Linked DNA regions of Drosophila melanogaster: region 2 is linked to region 1. A link is a contact called in public Hi-C data. All regions are on one chromosome and are shown on one strand. The core of a region is the stretch at or near the end of the contact, and the rest is flanking DNA. Distances in the headings are between cores, read along the strand shown.

Region 1 (6,212 bases), core at 2,176-4,675:
TTGGGTTCAGAGATGGGCAGACTGCTGGGACGTGGCGGACTGGATTGATTTTGTTGCTGCTGTGGACGTTGGCCACCGGAAGCGGGCTGGGCTTGGACTTGGGCCAGACCCTGTCGCTGGTCCTCCGGAAGGTTCTTTGGCACCAGCACAAAGTCATCGGAGTCCTCGTGGGAGCTGCAAGAACCGCTGTTGTTCTCACTGTCGCACAGGACACCTACGTTGGTGATGGTGGCACAAATGGCCGGATTGGCCACCACGGACACTAAAAATATAAAATAAGGAGCGATCATTTATGTGGTTTCCTATTATTCATTTTCAATGATTAATTGATTTTGCTGTAAACAATTAATCAAAGCACAGCTTAACTAATTTGAGTAACGTTTTAAATGCTTAATATGGCACACTTTTTCGTTTTATTAAACATCTTTTGAAATTAACACAATGTTGGTAAATAAAGCTATAGTGCTAATTTCTTTGATTCCTCAAAGAGTTATCACCTGCTTTCAAGTTAAGTGAGTTTTTGTTGAAACGATGTCGGTTTGAGATTTTCAGAAAGCTTTTAATTGGCAAATGTTTGTGCTCAGAAATACCAGATTGGGGACCCTGCTTGAAACACCTACCCGTGTTCTCGTCCTCCTGGGCCTCCTGCTCCTCGCGCTCCTTCTGCTGTTGCTCGGCCAGCTTGACCAGCTTCAGTTCCTGCTCCAGCTGCTGCTGCAAGGGGCTCTTGGCCTTGGCAGGTGGTGTTCCGCCAAGCGGTGGCATGTCAACTGGAAGAACACCACTCTTAGAGACTCGTCGTCGCAGGTTGGCTGCTTGACTAGGCTCACCTGGCGACACGGCCGCCTTCTTGCCCTGAAGGAAGCGGTGAACAAAGAAGCTCTCGTACGAGATGCGATCCTTGGAGTTGCGGCGCAGCAGGCACAGCAGCAGATCCCTCAGATCCGGTGACACGCCACTTGGAATTCTTCGAAATAAGAGCGTTAAATATCCTTCTTCGGTTTTTGTAATTATAAGGTATCTTACTTTGGTGCCAGGTTAGCATTCTGCTCGTAGTAGGACTTCAGTTCGTTGGGCGTTTGTGCATAGAATGGCGCCTTGCCAGTCAAACACTGGTAGACAATCGTTCCCAGCGACCAGAGATCCGCCTTGGAGTCGTACTGCAGCGACATGATCACCTCGGGCGCCTTTGGAAATTAAATATACCATAATATACTTTATATTTCGAATTTTGGTAGTTTTTAATTACCATATACATGGGAGAGCCGCACAGAGTGGCTGCCATGGCGCCCTCGTTCAGGAATCGCGCAAACCCAAAATCCGCTGTAATACAGAAAAGTTGCAGGCAGTATAAGTAACAAGTAGCAGGGAAAGTATTTGACTACATGAAGATTTCGTAGTAATAACCACTTTTTTAAGTAACAACTTTCAAAAGAGTTAACAGATTTTGTTTTTTAGATTTTACAAGATTACAAAACTTACCAATTTTCAGGGTTATTTTCGATGGAGCTGGCAATGTTTTGCCATAATTGTGCGATAGCAAAATGTTTTGTGGCTTGAGATCACGATGCACAATTCCTTTGGTATAAAGTGCTTTCATAGCACCAGCTAGAATTGGGGAAATGGAAATAATGGTATACTTTAACTTCCGATCTTCTGATATTTAATTATAATACATTTCGTTGTTCTAAAGTAATATTAATGTTACAATTTATATTGATCTTTGACAATTATTAGTTAGGGCTACCCCTTATATAGGATTTTCGAATCTCACCTAGTTGCACGAGGAAGAGTCTAACGGTATCCTCGCTGAGCGTCCCCTTGACACTCAGATAATCCGCCAAGTCGCCGCCATTGCAATACTGTAAAGAGAAAGGATGAAGAGCGTGAGTGGAGCTGATTGGGAAATTAAATTAAGAGAGACCCCCACGAGTCAAGAGTTCAGCGCGCATATAAATCTTCTGGGACCCCAAAAGACCTCAAAAGCAGAATGCAACCCATGCAAACGAATTAAGTCCAATCAGTGCGAAAATGAAAGAGTCCCGAGATTTGATTCAGTCGGTCTTTCCATCTTTTAGCTTCCAGCTGCTCGCTCGACTTTTGTGCAAATCCCAGTCAATCATAGAAAACGGCAAGGTCAAAGCGAATATGATTTATGGCAATTTTCTGAATCAAGAACTGGAATTAGGGAAATATGTTTATGGATCAGCCCAGACAGCCAGCTGCTTTTCTTTTGTCGTTTGCCCAACAAAGGTTCTGTTCCGGTTTATGTCAGCAGATGCGGAGAAAGAGTTGGGGTAAAAATAAGCTATAGAATATTGAATATGCTAGGGGAATTTACACTTGGAATTTTAAATACACTTCCATGTAATCTTTAATCTTTGAAGTAAAGCACCAGTTAGGTTTTTTAAAAATGCCCGTTCACTGCAGTGATTTTTCCATACTCATTTGAGAATAATTAATAATTTTCTCTTTTAATATATAATATAATATAATATTATAATAATAAGCCATTGATAAAGTATATGATAGTGAATGCTAAACAAAAGGCAACAAAATGTTCAAATAAAATATAAACCTCTAAGCATTCGAAAACAGCAAAAAGGAATATCAGTTATCATGAAGAAGTTTTTGAAAAACTTGAAAATGAAAATAGAATATCCCGATATGGGAGAACTTTGTAAGCAGCCCTCGCTAAAATGTAAATGAAGAGAACGAACCCCTGTCTCTCCAAAATGCCGTTATATTTTTGGCCTGAGCAAGTTGCCTAAAAGGATTTGCGATTTTTGACCTTGAGGCCGCCAATCGAAGACATGACTATAGAATTCCACACGAACACAACCACCAAAAACCAACAAAAGTAATGTGCGCGGCGAACATTTTTATCCGCTTTTATGGATTTTTTGTTTTTCATGAGAAAATATATGGACCACTTACAGTTTAATGAGCAAACAAAGCAACATTAGGCAATTAAACAGCCAATTTGAAATGACAAAAGATTTCACTGCACTCGCTTTTTGTGAAATCGCTAAAATCGCCGAAGAGAAGCGAAGAGCGAAGAACATTAAACAAAAAGTCATTGACATGTAAAGTACATAAACATAAACATAAAAGTAAAAGTTTGAAGGAAATGGTGGAATACTCGCAACGAAGAGGGTTTTTCTTCCTCTGGGGCTTTTTAACAATTTCTAAATTATATGCAATGCCATTTCCCGGCAACAAGTGCCCATGAGTCAGCGATTTATTGAAAAATGCACTTGCGTAATTAATGGGCTTCTCTGTTTTTTCTTTCTTTTTTAAATATTATTTTGAAGAATCAAGTGTGAAGAGAGCGATTCGAAAGCTAAGAGAAGACTCTCTTCAGCCGCTCTATTTCAACTTACTCAATTTTTAAGCTCGCAACTTCTGCGGTTCCGTTCGCAGCTCATTCTCAAATCGACGGTGGCATGAGTCGCACGTTATCGCGCGACAACAAAAAGCCAAGTTAGCAAATCATTAAGTATAATTTAAACGCGATACTCCTCCATTCAGTAGAATTCGATGAGAAAACTCTCTAGTGTAATACCCAATTTAGTACATATATTATCGAGAAAAACGACGACGCGTGTCATTCGAAGTAAGCGCAGTGGACTAAAGGTCAACATATTCTAGGCGATAAAAAGAACGCTGCTGCTATACATTGTTCATCGCAATCACAACACAAAGACCTAGAAACGGGATTAAAACAAGAGTTTAACTTAGCACTCGGTGAAACAAATATTCAAACAAACTTTTCACTCAAATCACGTCCAATTTAATCGCTATGATTCAGCCAGCCAAGTGTTTCACATTTTTCCAGCAAATTATGTAAATAAACTGTGAAAGCTTCCCTTTTTTCATATCAAAAGGCGGGCCGACCGACTTATAAGTCAAGTCCAAAGCAAAGTTCATTACGATCGGCGTTAATTCTAATCAGACAAGTGTGTAATTAATTTTATTAATATTACAAGCCGTCCTAAAGATTTCTTTGTACTTCCAAATCTGCTGCTTAAGTTATTATGTTGAAAATATGGCAATTGAAATTTTAATTTCTAATGTGATGTAATGCTTATTAATTAAGATAGGATTACCCAAACCGATTAGCCTTTATTTACGGTGCTTAAAGTGTGAGTTTGCTCTTTCTGTTTTCATTGAAAACATGAATTCCATAATTGTTACTATTGATAATAATCGATTAGTAAGTCAGAAGTTGGTTAAAAGCTAAGCAGAAATCGCGAGGGTATGAGACAAAGCAATTAAATATTAAAAACTGATAAGATAACCACGGCTAAACATTAAACTTAACATGAGAGAGTTTGGAAGAGAGAGTGAGAGTAAAGAAAAAGAGATAATATTTGCCGCTCTTCGAAGCTCTCACACACACACCTGTTCAGTCAGTCGAACGGAATGGGAATTGTTGGCGAATTTTTGCTCATTCGAGAATCGGCAGCGAGTGGAAAAGTTTGTGCGAGCGGAGTGAAAAATAATTATTTTACTTTTGCCAAAAGTAAGCCGGCAAATGTAAATGGACATTAATCAACTTTGAAGCTGTAATTTCAAAGCAAAACAGATGAATATTAAAAGTGCAAAGTGAAACGAGAATAGCGGTGCAAAAATAGGCCCCTAACACCTAATAAAATCTATTTTCAGCTTGAAAATTTTCACATCAAGTTTGGCAAAAACGACGAAAATGCTATGAAAACCCTGAGATAAACACAAATACAAACAACACGACGCCTTGAAGACGCAGTGAAAACAAAGCTAAACAAATATCAGTAAACAAATAATTCATAATAATGCACGTGTACTACAAGTTTGGATTACTGCTGATATTTTTGCTAAGCGTGAGGTAAAAATCAAGTTGTAATAAATATTTACAGATCTCGATATGTGGAGAAATCACATTTGTTATTCTTATGGGGCTGGAAAATAAGTAATCCATTTATTTATAGAAATCAGTAGACCCTTTCCTAAAAACGAAAAACAGGGAAGACACGGGGCAAAGTTTCCGTTTAGCAACATTCGCAGTGATTAATTCACTAAAAACGAAATAACGACAGGTGAACCAGGGTAACGGGACTTTGACCCGCCCACAACTGAGATATCAATGCCAAATGGAATACTCACGCATGGGGTTATAAAAAAAAAACAGCAACATTTTATTGATAGTCCACGGCAACCGCTCTTAATTGCCGCCTTTAATATATATATAAGGTGCACGAATTTACACTCTACTTAATCATATCGCATAATCTGGTTCTGATAAAAATAATAACAATTCCCCGGTTGTCCGATAATTTATACCGTTATTGCTTATCAAATTGTTTGCTCAGCGTTTTGAATTTCTCAACCAATATCTCAAGCAATATTGCAAATGACATAGAAATTTATAACTGTCTCGATTTTCAGATTTTTCTTTTAATTTACAACTGAAACGAGGTTTAGACATTATCGATTATGTATAAATATTCTATATTCTTGCCCTAAAAAAAATCTTTTTAAATACTTCTGAGTTTTAAAACCTAAGATAAAATTCTTTAATCGTTCTTTGCATGTTAGTACTAGTATAATTTTCCCAGTGCACATAAGCCCATTTCTCTATTGATTTTTGGGCCTTTTTAAACCTTTTCAGCCACTCGAAATCAAATGTCAAAGTAGAGTGCTTTTAAGTGCGACGCTTCCAATTTTAGTCACTTCATTCAAGTAGTCAAGGGAATTACGTCGACTAGGTCGTCATGCTTAGTAACAGTTTAGAGATCTTTCGTAATACCCATTAACTTCGGCGAGCAGCTGAAGCTTGAAGGCAATTCGTAACGTTCGATAAATATATCTTTATTATCCGGTAGGACTATATACCAATTAATAGCTACATATCAGCACTTGCGGTTCAAGTACTCGACTCTATAAAGTCGTTCATTCTGTTCATTTTGGCACTTTTAAGGATTGACAAGGCTCCTCAGCAGCATTCATTGAAACTTCACTCAAAAGTCACGCAATTGAAGAGAACTCTACATGGCAGTCAAAAGACTCACTTGAACTACTCTACTAGCCAATTTACACCTTTTTTTCTAAAAGTAAATACAACCCACTAGAACTGAAGTCGCCGAATGCACGGATAACGAACGATTTAGAATCAGACAAAAAAAAAAATGAAGAGGGGTCACAAATGACAGCAAAAAAATAAAATAAATCTG
Region 2 (6,382 bases), core at 2,859-5,358, 220 kb after region 1:
ACACACACGCACTCATGTTTATATTTGCGTTGCTGTTGTGTGCGAGTGTGGGTGTGCTTGTGTTTGATGGCATTCGATTGGCATTTTCAATGTATATAAGTGGCTGCGTGTGGGGTGAAAAGTTATTGCATCATAATTTCCCCCACTAAGCATTTATATTGCGCATAATTACATCCGCACATGCCCACGATGCCGTCTAAAAAAGGGATAAAAGATGTAGGATATGACCAAGCACACGCAAACAATGCAAATTGAGGGCACTATAAATGTAAAGGACTCTCTCCGGGAAGAATTCCTTACCATGAAAGGGCTGAAATCACTGGAATATCAAAGCTTCGCTGATCAGATAAAGTGCTCATTTCTAAATAATAAGTACCTACTCGAAATTCTTTTACATTTATTCCTGTTTATTACATTTCTTTATAAATAAATTAGATATAATATCGATTTTTTAATAGATGTACATCAAAATACTTGACAAACATATTTATATAAACACCAGAAACATAAATACCCCCAATGATTATTATTTTGTAAAATAATCTCTAATTTAAATCTTATTATAAGACTTATTAAACTAATGTTTGCTACCGCATTTGAATTATTATTTCTTTTGTATGTAACTAACCAAACAAACCAATAAACAGATTTTGACGCAGATTATCGAAATTTTCCCAGCCCTATTATGGCAATATGAAGGAAATCGGTTTTTTAATGGCAGTGGCTGCCCCACAAGGGCATTCAAATGCCATTGCAGACGGAATTCGCCGAGGAATGGGATTGGGGGCCGGGGCGATAAAAATGCGTGTTAATGTTTATGCCGCCGGCAAGCGAGGACAATTGTCCTGCGGGGCGTCAAGCCGAGCTTATGGCCGAAACCATTATGGACAACTGCAATGGCGATAATAACGCCTCGCTGATACTTCGCACCTGAGACCCATTGCACCGCACCGCCCCTTGCCTTTTCCTCCTCACAGGTGGTTGGCGCCGTGCCCAGAAGTATGCCATTAAGCGGGAAAAAAATCCAACCGCCACACAGGACCTCCAACGAAGTGCTGCCAAATACAAAAAAAAAAAAAATTGGGAAAGAAATAATAGCTACATGTGCGAGTGGCAAAGGGGTATTACAATTCGCTGACACAGCGGCCTGCAAATGTAACACAAATTTTGCGGTTTTGCGGCCTTTCCGGCAACAGCAATAATACTACATAGCTTGTAAGCTTGTTAGGTGTGAAATATGCTTTTGGCAGCGATTTTGTTTGGCTGCATATTAAATAAATAGCATTTTCCATGGAATGGCAAATCGATTGTGGCAAAACGATTGCATAAATCGTATTTCTTTGCTGTTTTTGTAAGCTGAACCGTTAAAAGATTATTTATATTTTATAACATTTTAGGTTCTTTTGTTTTCAGTTTTTTTGTATAGTTTATCCATCAAAAATAATTCCTCGCGGTCATTTCAGATTTTACCTGAAGACCGTCCAATGTTGTTGTTGTAGTTTTAGTTTGCCAACGCTAATTGATTCGTTTTCGGCCCAGAGCATTTTCACAATTCAAGACTTTATTTTTCCAGCTTAGGGTCAAAATTAATTAAACGATTGAATGACATAGAAATTATAATCGCTTCACTACAAACCTTTAAACTTCGAAAAATGTGAAATATATTAAAGTTTAAACAAAACTAGCCGAAAAGTTATTTCATATACATATTCAAATTTAATGGTATACTGTTGTATTTAACATTTTTTAAATGTTGTTCAGGGTACTGCAGGTGACAGGGAAAAAATACGCGAAGCGCTTGTTAAAAATCCTCCTTTTTTACCATCCAAAAACTGGTTATAAAAGCTGAGAACCGCTTTGACAGGACATCATCAAAAGGATTTTTGAGCTACAACTTATATCGCCGGGGCTTCGCTTGCATTGCGGCGACAACGAGAGGTGTTAGCATATGAGAAATTGCGTCAACTAATTGTTCGCAGGGATCGCTCATACGCACCGTATTCCGGTACCAGTACCGGTTACGCTGCCGAACGTCAAAGTGAATGGTTTTTCCAGATGCGTTTCGCTCGGCCTGGCTACATTAATTGACACGTGATAATTTAATTAACGTGGCAACCCACAGGCCTGGCAACTAGAAAGATCCGAAAGCGTGTATATCGAAGATTCGGAGGAAGGATGCCGACCGGCTTCCACTAATTGGGTCAGCATCGGGGTTTGTCAAGGGGAAAAGCCGGGCCCGGCGTGTGTTCATCCATTGTTTCCCCATCGGCCCAGGGCCAACGGCCTCGTCCCCGATGAACGGAATGGAGTGGAGTGTCTCTTAATTACGGTGTACGCGTGTTGGCATAGAGGGATTTTCTTGTTAGCCTGTAACACCAACCAAAGACCCCGCAAATGCCCGTAAAACCCGAGGGCCACCACCACCACCACTCTCATTAACCATTTTGCATTGTTCGCCACAAAGTATGCAACAATAATTGACAACGCGCAAAGCGGAAACAAAACGCAAACTAAACAAAAAGGGAGCTTTGAAGCAAAGTCCTGGTTATTTGCCTCATTATTCAATGGAAAAATGCTGTTTATGATATTAATTATAATAGGGAACTTGTCTCTTGCCTCTTAGATTTTTTTTGTTCGACAATAGTTTTGTAATTAGGTAAGCTTTATTTGCTTTGATTTGGACATTCAGGAATAATAATGTTTACTTTATAGTAATGTGCCGTGTTTTAGAAAATATCAACTTTTTTTTTATTTATTTATTATTAATTATTTATTATTTAAAATATACCTAAGTAATTCATATCTTAAAATAAGACAGTATTGTATACATTTTTAGTTAAATATTTACTTTATGTATTATTTTATTTTATATCACCAAATTTATGTATATATTAACTACATATATGTCAGCAATTACATTTATTTGCAGATCCAACAGCCCAAAGAAGATAAGCAAATGCGATATATTTGGTACACTCAATTTACTTAGCAGGGCATTAAAATTAAACCTGATTTGCTCTTTGAACGGCTCAATTCGGTGATGTTGCAGTTGCCTGGGCCGCGATTTAATTACAAGGACCAAAGCGGCTCCTGCAGTGCCAATGGCAATATAAATGGCAATGTTGAAAGCGGAGCACTGGGCCCGCATCTAAGCGCATTAAGTATGCGCCGCGTGCGCCAATTAGATTGAGTCAGCTGCCTGGAATTACGGCCAGTATTGTGTGCAAACCTCCTTTGCCATCTTCTTTCACTTTTTTATTTTCGTCGTTTTCCATCCAATGCGCTTACAAACCAATTAACCTTTTGCAGTGCAATCGCTTCGGGTTTTATTATTAGCCGGAGCGAAAGGTGCGGATTTGCGAAGAAGCACTTATTTGTTCCATTTTGCGGTGATGACCACTTTAGACTGGCCCCTGCCGTGAGCTGGCCGTTAGCAAATCGATCGGATTGCTACAAATCTTCGGGCATCGTCGGTGATTAACTTGTGGTCAAATCATAAGCGATTCAATATCCTGGCAACCAATCCAGTTCCATTATCTATGCCCTTAATTATAGGTGAGCTGTAAGGCAAAGCTCCTTTAAACTTGGTTAAGTAATGGGCGTCTTAAGACTATAAATGTTAGCAAGTAATAGCACACATAAGCATTTTGACATTTTTCCGGAAGTAGTAATTAAAAAATGTATTTCTTATTAATAGTTAATAGAAAGTAATACAAGTGCTTTCTAAACAGACACCTCAAATTAATGCTAAAGTTCAAACATTACGACTGCCACACTTTGAAATGCCACGCCCACAATTTTTTAATTTTTCCTCATTTTATTCTTCAATATCTATCGATATCCCAAAAAAATTATGAAATTTCGCTTTCGTTCTACTGGCTGAGTAAAGGGTATCTGATAGATAGTCGGGGAAGTCGACTATAGCATTCTCTATTGATTTTTATTTAATTTTTTCAGTGTGGTGTGTGACCTGGCTAAATGAGGTGAGTGTGTAAGCCAACCGAGGAATGTGTATCAACTAAGTCGGAAGGTAATCGATAGTTCTGATAATTGTTGTCCTTATACCATCTCGATTCCAATGTAATTCTTGATATCGATAAATTTGCTGTCGTTGTTCTTTTCAAAGCTTTTATTATCCGAAAAGGTTAGTTTCTATTAAAATTGGTATTTAAAGTAACTTAAGGCAAATTAGCATAAATTACAATGAACAAGAGCGATGGAAACGAGAGCTTTGCTCTGGACAGTCTCCCGGAAAACATTCGTTACCCTTTCGGAAAACGAGAACTGGAAATCCTGGAGAAGCAACTAGATCGAATTGTTTTGATATACCAGGTGGATACCACATACCACAGTGCACTAAAGGACATAAAGGATCAGAAGATCATATCGCTGCTGGTGGAGCCCAGTTTTTACGGACGACATCACCCCACGTCTATTTTGGTGGTAGCCACGTGCAATGGAACGTACATTTTCGACATCAAGGCCCTTGGCTTGATATTTCTGGAACTGGCCAAGATTCTGGAGGCGGATCAGCCGCGCAAGGTAATCCACTACAGCCACCGGATCGCCGATCATCTGTTGCATAGGCAACGCATCTCGTTGGGAGGAATATTTGATACCTTTGTGGCTGTATGCCTGAGCAGCAACACAAGAATTCCGTACACCTTGCCAGAGGCTATATCTCTCGTCTTCGGACTACCCATGGAGAAGGTGACTGGAGGCTGTGAGTCGCAGCGTAACTTCACTGCTCGTCCACTGACCCACAGTCAAATGAGATACTTGGCCAAGTTGGTCCAGCTTCAACACATAATGCACGATCATTTGAATTATAGTCACATCTTTTGCGCCGAGGTTTATCGCATATCCTTAGAGTTCAGCCACAGCTACTACGGCTTACGGTCCTGCGACGTCGCCATAAACATGGCACCTGCCAGTAGCTTCGGGTTCCAACTCTTAGATTCATTCTGCAAAAAGGCCGACAAGGAACTCGAGCAGATCTAGGAGAGCACCAAATGGGTCGCAAGGTAAGGGATTAGTTTGGCAGGAATGTAATGTAATAGCTTCTGCTGATATGTGTCTCATATATGCATATATGAGGTCAAGCATGATAGGTCAAGGGACTTGCATGATATGCTCTCTTATTAAATGAAAATTTTTTTTCTTAAAAGTTCTCAAAAATCACGTTTTTTTATGAAACTAAAAGAATACAATATCTAAAGTGTAATCATTCGGCCACTTCATCGACTCTATATATTTATAAGAATATTCTTTTATACATAAATATCTTATAAGAAGTAGGTAAGATACCTAAAAAGAAAACCGTTGCTTACATACCCTTACAGTTTTACATTTTAGCTAATTTAAGACCCAAATGAAACATTTATTAAAAGAAGTCCCATGTAATACAAAAAAGATCAAACACAACGGAACTATATTTTATTTTTTATTATCCAATTACATTACATTACAAAAATATAATGACCCAATAATGATTTATTGTTCCCTTAAATTATATCGATATCGAAACGATAGAGGCCCGATCAATGAAGATCGATAGTCAAAAAACTGGTCACCTTAAAAGCAATGACTGATCAGCTGTCCAAAAAACCTAAATAATAAATAATTTGAATATTAATAAATAAATAAAGTTTTTAAGAAAATCTGGAGGAGCACAAATATTAGAAGAAAATTCAGAAAAACAAAGTCACTGTCAAAACACCATCAAATATGAACCGGACCCTGAAGATACAAATGAACAAATGATAAAGAATACAGAACATATTAAGGATAGATGTCAAAATTTCATAAAAACGGAAAATCCCACAGATTTATCTTATTCCCAGACTGGCTTATAAGAGGGTGAGCTTAAAAACAGGAAAAAAACGTTTACATTTCTAACGCTTCCATCTTGCAGTAATTATGTTAGATGTTAATGATCTGGTTAAGGAGGAGTTCGCCCTGGAGGATCCAAATGAGGAAGAGCACAATCAAAGAGACGAGGAAGAGATAAGCTATCAATTGGCTGGCCAGCCAAAAATGTGTTCTACGTGCTTGGAGGCTTTTCCCATCGACAACTTTTCATCTCACGCATGCTGGGACATCAATTGCGATCGATTCAGCTGCAAAATCTTCCCTCGAAAGTTTCGTTACAAGTCATTGCTTAAAGTGAGTAAGTTAAGGACTAGGTGACTTAGGATTGGTTTTAACATTCCTCTTAACCTCCATAGAAGCCACGTCAGACGGCAAAAGGGCGAGAGCATAGCGGAACTGGATTTAGCGAAACCCACAGACTCCAGGACCAAGCCCAACTTCGAGTTAAACTACTCACCCACTCCAAGGTGGAAGATATCTCGACGGAGAGCTGGGATGCTGAAGCTCAACG

Evidence for each region. Hi-C and Micro-C count contacts between places; a contact is called where the count stands out from the background.
Region 2: a Hi-C map of the Kc167 cell line shows a contact between it and region 1, with 2.3 times the contacts expected there. A contact is called at or near these places in 11 of 107 Hi-C or Micro-C datasets (the Clone 8 cell line, the Kc167 cell line, the ML-DmBG3-c2 cell line and 4 more) and 2 of 7 datasets of targeted methods (both in the Kc167 cell line).

The regions. Positions count from the first base shown.
Region 1 is chr3L:12,786,767-12,792,978 of dm6, forward strand. It overlaps CG42709, which reads left to right and starts at 3,426. Exons shown (of 8, transcript NM_140343.4): 1 at 3,426-3,616; 2 at 4,669-4,867. The coding sequence starts at 4,815. It overlaps Atg1 (Autophagy-related 1), which reads right to left. Exons shown (of 12, transcript NM_140344.3): 3 at 1,775-1,862; 4 at 1,483-1,608; 5 at 1,250-1,323; 6 at 1,027-1,187; 7 at 831-967; 8 at 621-770; 9 at 1-262.
Region 2 is chr3L:13,002,709-13,009,090 of dm6, forward strand. It overlaps CG11263, which reads left to right and starts at 4,109. Exons shown (of 1, transcript NM_140361.2): 1 at 4,109-5,173. The coding sequence starts at 4,204. The coding sequence ends at 5,001. It also overlaps the pseudogene CR14117.